Regions from separate parts of the Sus scrofa genome. Here regions 2 and 3 are each linked to region 1. The links are chromatin contacts, called in public Hi-C and HiChIP or PLAC-seq maps. All regions are on one chromosome and are shown on one strand. The core of a region is the stretch at or near the end of the contact, and the rest is flanking DNA. Distances in the headings are between cores, read along the strand shown. Region 1 holds the start of LOC102165847 (zinc finger protein 664-like). Region 2 holds the start of CCDC114 (coiled-coil domain-containing protein 114). Region 3 holds the start of KDELR1 (ER lumen protein-retaining receptor 1).

What was found. A called contact is a pair of places that touch in the nucleus more often than the background predicts. HiChIP or PLAC-seq counts read pairs in DNA pulled down with a chosen protein or histone mark.
Region 2: an H3K27ac HiChIP or PLAC-seq map of alveolar macrophages shows a contact between it and region 1. The contact joins the promoter of CCDC114 here to the promoter of LOC102165847 in region 1. A contact is called at or near these places in 1 of 47 Hi-C or Micro-C datasets (epiblast stem cells) and 1 of 2 datasets of contacts at active chromatin or transcription factors (alveolar macrophages).
Region 3: a Hi-C map of embryonic fibroblasts shows a contact between it and region 1, with 5 times the contacts expected there. The contact joins the promoter of KDELR1 here to the promoter of LOC102165847 in region 1. A contact is called at or near these places in 2 of 47 Hi-C or Micro-C datasets (embryonic fibroblasts and heart right ventricle).

What each region holds. Positions count from the first base shown.
Region 1 is chr6:53,683,162-53,686,069 of Sscrofa11.1, forward strand. LOC102165847 (zinc finger protein 664-like) reads left to right here and starts at 1,614. Exons shown (of 5, transcript XM_005664651.3): 1 at 1,614-2,908. LOC110261015 (a long non-coding RNA gene) reads right to left here. Exons shown (of 3, transcript XR_002344717.1): 3 at 840-1,168.
Region 2 is chr6:53,753,190-53,755,903 of Sscrofa11.1, forward strand. CCDC114 (coiled-coil domain-containing protein 114) reads right to left here and starts at 1,319. Exons shown (of 15, transcript XM_021094655.1): 1 at 1,202-1,319; 2 at 1-326.
Region 3 is chr6:53,802,321-53,805,020 of Sscrofa11.1, forward strand. KDELR1 (ER lumen protein-retaining receptor 1) reads right to left here and starts at 1,300. Exons shown (of 5, transcript XM_003127269.5): 1 at 953-1,300; 2 at 182-282. The coding sequence starts at 1,043.

The DNA.
Region 1 (2,908 bases), core at 364-2,863:
GGAGCTGTAGCCACCGGCCTACGCCAGAGCCACAGCAACGCGGGATCTGAGCCGCGTCTGCAACCTACACCACAGCTCACGGCAACGCCGGATCGTTAACCCACTGAGCAAGGGCAGGGACCGAACCCGCAACCTCATGGTTCCTACTCAGATTCGTTAACCACTACGCCACGACGGGAACTCCAAGAGCTGGATCTTTTGAGGTGTAGTGGGAAGTTATCCAAATCAGTAGGAGGTTGTCATATGTGGCTAAAGTAATTAAATGGAATATAATGAAAAATTCAGTTCCTCAGTCACACCCCATTTCAAATCCTCAGTGGCTCTGCTGTATTGGACAGTGGAGATCTAGACTATTTCCATAATCTGGGAAATGTTTGTTGGCCAGCACTAATATACAGGATGAACTGGGATGTTACAGCAAATATGGAGTTTCCCGTTTCCTAACTGTCCGGCCATATCTCTCTTTTTTTTTTTTTTTTTTTGGTCTTTTTGTCTCTTTTGTTGTTGTTGCTATTTCTTGGGCCGCTCCCACGGCATATGGAGGTTCCCTGGCTAGGGGTTGAATCGGAGCTGTAGCCACCGGCCTACACCAGAGCCACAGCAACGCGGGATCCGAGCCGCGTCTGCAACCTACACCACAGCTCACGGCAACGCCGGATTTTTAACCCACTGAGCAAGGGCAGGGACCGAACCCGCAACCTCATGGTTCCTAGTCGGATTCGTTAACCAGTACGCCACGACGGGAACTCCCCGGCCATATCTCTTATCACTTGCCCTCCTGTTTCACCCACAGCAGGCTTCTCCCCGTTCCGCCCCATCCCCCACCCCCACCCCCCGCACATAGGACCAGTTTGATCTAGTTTTTGCCCCTGCTATTCCCTCTGCCTGGAATGCCCATCCAACTGTTTGTGTTTCAGACTTAAATGTCACCTCCCAGGAATAGATGCCCTTGACATCCCTATTTAAAGTAACCACTATCCCCTTCCCACCACCAGTCGCTATCCCATCCCCCCTTATTCTTTCTTTCAAAAACCGGATCTAAATTACTTGTTCATCATTTATCTTTAAAATTGTCCATCGTCCCCACTAGGGGGCGGCCTTGTGCTGCTTACCACGAAAAATTCCAGAGCCCAGAAGAGCACCCGGCACAGAGGGGATATTCCATAAACTGTTGATGAAATGAATGGAAGAGATTCAGAATTTGAGAGCAGAGATATGACATGGGAGATTGGGAGTTTTAGATAAACAGAGTCACAGGGAAGTTGAGGGGGATAGGAGAGGAACTGATATCAGGAATTGAGGTGATAAAAGAAGATGGGTATCTGGAATCTATGGCACAAATGAACCTATGTACACACACACACACACACACACACACACAAAGCCATGGACATAGGTAGTAGACTTGTGGTTGCCAAGGGGGAGGGGGAGAGGAGAGGGGGGATGGACTGGGAGTTTGGGGTTGGTAGATGCAAGCTATTGCATTTGGAGTGGAGAGGCAATGAGATCCCGCTGCATCGCCCTGGGAAAACTGTATCCAGTCACTTGTGATGGAACATGATGGAGGAGAATGTGAGAAAACGAATGTATGTATATGTGTAGCCACATCACTTTGCTGTACAGCAGAAATTGACAGAACATTGTAAATCAACAATAATAAAATTTTTAAAAAATAAATTTAAAAAATAAAATTAAAAATTAAAGAAAGGATGGAGCACAAGGGTTACATTAGAAAACAAATGAGGGTCTGGTAGAGGAGGACTTGGGATGTTTTAGCAGATTCACTGTTATTTGCTGCATTATTAAACTCCCAGTGCCTCAGTTTTCTTATCTGTAAAATGGGAATATCTATCACATAAGTTTGAGGATTGACTGCGATAACACATGGGATGTTTTCCGAAGACGGCCTGTCATCATCAAAGTTATTACTGATGTTAAAGCCAGAGCTGGGATACACAGGGTCCTGCTTTTTCGTCCCAGTCTGTTCCCACTTGGACTCACTGCACCTGGAAAGAAGCCTGGAGTTGCAAAATGGTTTGAAATCCACTCTGCTGAAGCCAGGCCATCTCAGACTCTCTGGCAACACTGTGTTCTTTGTAGCAACAACTGGCCGGTGATGGGTAGCAGTAAATCTCTACGCATTTGGTCCAGAACTCTCTTTATAGCTTTCCATCTGGCTTTCTTTACCCATCAAAATCCCATGCCTGCCTCCATGCTGATATTTAACTATCCCTGAACTACACTGTGCTAGGTGGGTCTGCTGGGTGGGTCACCTATAGGATCACCCCTATACACCCCAGGAGATAAGGATTGTGTCCGTTTTTTCCAGCTGGGAAAATTAAATCAGAGGGGTTCAGTGACTTATCCGAGGGCACACAGCAGAGAAGAGGGTAGGTCCTCCCTCAACCTCCACCCCCACACTTTTTTATTTTTTGCCAAGCCCGGGGTATGCGAAGTTCCAGGGCCAGGGATCTAACCCACGCCACAGCAAGGACCCAAGCCAGATCCTTAACCCGCTGTGCCACCACGGGAACCGTCCACCCCTGCACTTTCAAGAGCTTTCGTTTTAGCAGAAAGAGCGCCGGGATGGAGTCATACACAGCAGGCTCCCAATACGTGGTCATGCACTTGAGGCTCTTTCTCATTGAGCCTCGCTTTCTCCATGTGGAAAATAGGGATAATAGTAACTCAGACCGTTTTAAGAACTAAAAATCACATGCTTATACTATCTAGCACATGCTAAGCATATCGGTAATTGCTTGTCATTATATATCAGCCCTTTCCATTTCTTTTTGAGAGGCGGACGCTGTGGGTTGGCGTTTGAGGTGAATTTGGTGATGCTCCAAATTTCCATAGGGAGGGAAAACTCGCCGGGTCAACCTGATAAAAACCAGCCACGGTACCAGAC
Region 2 (2,714 bases), core at 69-2,568, 70 kb after region 1:
GAACTGATCCCAGAACCAGCTCTGGCCTCTCTTTGGGTCGCAATCCCTCCAGCGGGTTGGAGGGGGCATCTCTCAGGCCTCTTGCCATGCCCCTCCCGACCTCCCACCTCTCACACTCTCTGTCTTGCGTCGCGGCTCTGATTCTGGCGCGGGGGACAGGTCCTCTAGGCTCTCGGTATCTCTGATGGGGGCGGTTTGGGGAGGCGGCTCACAGAGGAAGGAGAACCACCCCACCCCCGTCGGCTGAGGGGAGCGAGGCCGGTCCCTACCTGCCGGAGTGCTGGACCTGTCCTGGGTACTCCAAGCTCAGTGTTGTGGTCTGGTTACTGGGGAGATAAGAGACCAATGAGGCCTGGGGACAGCAGCCGGGGAGGGACCAAGGCCACAGAAGAAAGCCGTGGGAGGGGCGGCTGGGGAGGAGGGGCTAGGAGGCCGCGAGGAGACCTGCGGGGAGCTCGGGTGCTGTGAACAGATGTGCTAGGGGAGCCCAGCAAGCGGCGGGACTGGAGGGCTGAGGGGGCGGGGCTCTAGGCCTTACGAGGGGCGGGGCTGGAGGCCTTGCGAGGGGCGGAGCCGTAGAGGCCTACGATGGGCGGGGCTGGAAGGGCCTCTGAGGCGAGGCCGGCCTGAGGGTGTGGGCTTCAGGGCTTGCGAAGGAAGGGCAGGGCTGGAGGGGCCCAAGAGGGTTGTGGCTGGGGGACCTTGTGAAGGCAGGGACGCAGATACCGGTGCAGGGCGGAGCTTCGGGGCCCTGAGGGAGGGGTGCAAGGATACCTGTAAAGGGCGTGGCTGCGGGCCTTGTGAAGGGTGGGGCTTCGGGGGCTGGTGAGGGGCGTGGTTGGAAGAACACGTGAGGGGCCTGGTGGGAGGGCGCAGGAAGTACGCGGATTCCAGAGCTTGTGGTAGACAGGGCTAACTAGGAGGCACTCAGGCTTGGAAAGCTTGGGGGAGGTCCTGATGGTCTGTTGGGGTCGTCAGGGGCGCGATGTGTGTTTCCGGGAGGGGATATCTGAGCCAAAGGAGTCTGTGGAGGCGGGGCTGGGAGGGAAACGTCTGGAAGGTTTTGGAGCTGGGCCAAGGTGTTTCGGGATGGGGCGCGAGAGATGCGCGTCTTCAGATGATTAAGATCACGTTATTTTGAGGATTCATTAGCAAGGTGGCGGTGCCGATGCTGGGAGTTGCTAGGGGAAGGAGCGCTCACCACTGCCTCAGGTCCTCGAAGCGGCGCACTACGCATGCGCGGCCAACGGCCTCGGGAAAGGCAGCCAAAACCCCTCAACCACTTAAGAGGTCCGCGCACTGAGAGGCGGAAGTGGGCGGGGTCTAGGGCGCTCTGTGTTGTCCCGCTTTCCGGCCCCGCCCTGTGGTCACGCCCCCTCGCGCCACAGGGCACGCCCCCTTGACGGCAGGCTGCTGCCCACGTGGGCCTCCTCCAAGCGGGAGGGCAGTGGGCGCAGCTCCCTGCAGGCTGGGTGTGTCTGACGCCTGCGGTTTCCTGTGGGAGGAAGCGACCCGCTGGCGCTCAGCTCGTGGCCTTGGAGGCCCAGATAGGGGAGATCCCACCACGAGTCCCTTGAGTTTCCCCCCTTCTACAGGATCCTAGCATGGGGGACCCCCGCCTGGAACATCCCCAGGGTACCCAACTCCGGCGCTGATTCCACTCAGGGAACTTGATTCAGAGGTCTAGCCTCCTGTTCTCCACTTCCTCCCGCTCAGATTTTCATTTCCCTAGCCCCTGGTTCCCAGACTCCTCCCAGGACCCAGGTCCAATCCAATTTACCTCCACTCCAGGAAGAGCATGGGATCTCAGGTCTCATGTTTCCTCCAGTGACCCAGACTTTCTAACTTATTCAGGGCCTGAGTTCAGACCCCCAGTCTCTGTTCTTCTCCAAGATGTAAGATGGAACTACTTATCCCCCCCCCATTTTATTTAGTATTTTCATTTTGTACTCCCAACTTTTTAGCCTTGGGCCCAATGGACCCAAGAATTTGCCACTTCCCCAAATCCTAGAGACCTTGATCTCAGGTCTCCCAGTACTGAATCCACTCAGAGCCCCAATGACTAGCATCACAAGCACTTACCACAGTGCTTACTATGTGCCAGTCACTCCTCTAAGAACTGCTCTGTGATGTATTTACTATTATTATACCTATTTTACAGACAGAAACTGAGGCATAGCAAAATTAGTAACTTGCCCCCAAATCACAGTTAATGAGTCAAGCAGCTTTTATTTGAATCTAGCCAGTGTGTCTCTATAGAGTCTGTGCTACAGTGGTACCCAGCTTCCAGGTCTCCCGGGTTACTGGACCGCCCCTCCCTCACACCTTCAAGGAGCCCAGATGACCAGCTGCTTTCGGTCTTCTAGTTGTGGCCCCATCATATACCCAGACATCCCCTCATCCAGTTCCCTTCCCTTGGAGGGACCCAGGATTTTCAGTTCTCCAGCTTTCACTCCACATCAGAACCCCAGGCACCTAGTTCCCTTGTCCTTGCCAACACCCAGGTACACCCAACAGCACCCAAGCCTGCCAAGAGACCCAGGTACATAGTGGTCATCACCTCCCATCCCAGCACAGTAACCCAAGAATAAATAATAATAATATCATTATTATTATAGTTTACATTAAGTCCCTGGTACTGCACTTCTGTTTAAAACCCTCCAATGGTTTCCCACTGCACTTAGAATAAAATCCAAACTCCTCCTCTGGGCTTC
Region 3 (2,700 bases), core at 50-2,549, 120 kb after region 1:
ACCTCCATCCTCAGACTTGGCAGTCTGGACCCCCAGCCCCTCCTCCCTCAGGCCAGGAGCCCTAGCCCCCCGTTGCTTCCTCCCTCGGACTCAGCAATCTGGGACCCACGTTCTCCCCTCCCTCCGACCCTCCCCTGGCTCCCCGCCTCAGAAAGGCCCAGCAGGAGGGCCAGAGCCTCACCTTCATGCACGTGTTGTAGAGGGAGATGTAGTTGGTGAAGAGGTCCAGGTATCGGGCAGTGAACACCACAGCAAACAGGACCTGGCTCTTCCCCGAAATCCCTGTGGTCCAGAGAGACGGGGGTGCAGGGAGGCTGGAGGTGGGCTGCACGGGCCATAAACCAAAGCCCAGAGCCCTGGATGAGCCCAGAGGCGGCTCTGGAGTGCAGCTGTCCCTGGAGGCCTCCCCAGCCGCGGCCTGAGCAGGGCCCTTTCCCACGGCCCACAGCCAGGGGGCAGCCCGGCCCCAAAGCTACTCCAGCCCGAGGCTCTGTCCCAGGCTAGGCCTCACCACTACCTCTGGCCCCCTCAGGGTCCTCCCACAGTCCAGACCTCAGATGGGGCCTCCGGAGGGCCCCACTTGTCCTCAGCTTTCCCGAACAGGTCGCCAATCTCCCGCTCTCTTTCTGGCGGCTACAGTCCACGTCACCAACTCCCAGCCACCTCCCTGCCTGCCACAGCTCCCTGTTCCCAGCCCCGGGAACTCCAAGGCCACCCAGATAGGGGCCGGGGGAAGCTGAATTGAGTTCCTGGAGCCACCCCCACCAAATTGGATGCACCCCCAGTCTAGAGAAAGAAGCTGACCCCCTGGTGACCCTGGACCTGGAAGGGGGATCCCCAGCAAGCAGTGGCGGGGAGGGACCCGTCCCCCTTATGCCCCCAAACTCATCCCCGCGTCCTGGGATGTCCCCCTCACTCTGCCCCCCTTCTCCGGCCCCGGTGGGCGTCTCACCGGCACACGAGCGGGACTTCCAGATTTTGAGCAGTAGCAAGATGATGGCTAGGAGGTGGGAGAGGTCTCCCAGGAATCGGAAGAGATTCATGGTTGGGGGGATCTGGCAGGGCTGGGCTGGAGGGAGGCAGACTGGCGGGGGGCTGCCCCCCGGGGCTGCTGTTCTGGCGGCTGGGCTGGGGGCCGGGAGAGATGCCCTCGGGTGGGCTCGGCTCCGGGGAGGGGGCTCAGGGAGGGGGCGCCGAGGCCTGAGCTGGTGGCAGAGCTGGAGCTAGGAAGAGGGAGGAGGGCGGGAGGGGGAGGAGTCCGGGAGGGAGGCTCCGCCCCCGAGGGAGGTGTCCCGGCTCTCCGGCGCCCCCTACCCCGCTCCTCCCGCGTTGCAGAGTTGCCGCCGAAGGTACCCCCACCGCGGCCTCCTAGGAACTGGCGGGGTCGCTGGGATCTGAAACTCCCAAATCCGGCACCTGTTTCCCAGGGAATCTACGCCTCGGTGAAGGTCGCAGCCCAGCCGCCCAGTTTTTGTCCTTGACAGCGATTTGGGAGACAGGTCTCTGAGCTTTAAAAATCTGAGACACGGACACAGCGACTGGCCTTTCGCGGCCTTCCAGCTCCAATCCACCCAAAGGGCAAGAAAGCAGACCCCCTTAGATCCAGGAGTCCAGGTCCCCAGCCCCTCCCTCTTCCGTTCCACTCAAGAGTTCAGCTCCCCTTCCTTGGGACATAGGGTCCCACCCAACGATCTTGTGTCTCAAACATCCTAGAGACAGAAATCCAGATGCACAATCCCTCCCTCTGGAACCCCCAAGTTCAGGCCCCCGATCTCTTCTTTTTCAGAAATGGAGCTTTTACTCCTGCTTTCCCAGACCGTGGGGTCAGTAGCCTATAGCCCTGCCTCCAGCACCCCCTTCAGAATTGCCCTTCACAGGCGCACACTCACACTCTCAGGGGCCCAGGTGTCCCATGCTACACTCCACCCCAGCCCTTTAAAGAAGCACTGGGCCTAACCTCTCCAGCAGGAGGGGCAGGAGCTGGGCAGCTGGTCTTGAGGGACCCGGGGGTGGGGGCAGGCTGTGTCTCGGAGGGGACACACACTGCTTTCCTTCTGGATGTGTGCGTACCCATGGGCGATGGATGCCAGGTCCCTCAATAAAAGAAGAGCTATGGAGTATCCATTTGCTGGATGGATTGGGTGCCTGGGGTGACATCCATGAGTCTTGGATTTGTGGCCCCTGTGTGTGGTTTATACTAGGGAGTCCATTTGTCTGAGCACCTAAAAGGGATCCAGGGCTGGAGGAGGGGCTTGGATTACCAGGTACCAGGGGAGAAGGGGGCCATGGGCTTAGACTCTTGGGTCTGAGGGAGGAGGAGTCCCAGGTTTCAGCGATGAGGAGACTGGAGGCCTGGACTCCTGAGTCCTGGGGGGGGGGGGACTCGAATTTCGGGGTCTGAGAGAGGAGGGGCCTGGCAGCCTGGACTCCTGGCTTCATGATGGAGACCTAGTTTCCAGGCCTGGCCTTCTGGGGCAACGGAAGCCAAAAGATGGGTCCTGGTGTGGCGGAGACGGAAGTCTGGGAACAGCCTCCTGCTTCGCAAGCCTCAGAGTGGAGAGGGGGCAGAGGGCGGCAGCCCCTGGGCCCTGGAGTCCGGGTCCAAATCTGATATCTCAGTGCCCAATCCTGAGTGCCTCCCTGCCTCCGCCTCCCCCCCCCCTTTTTGCAGCCCCTCACTCTCTAGTCCCAGGAAGAAGA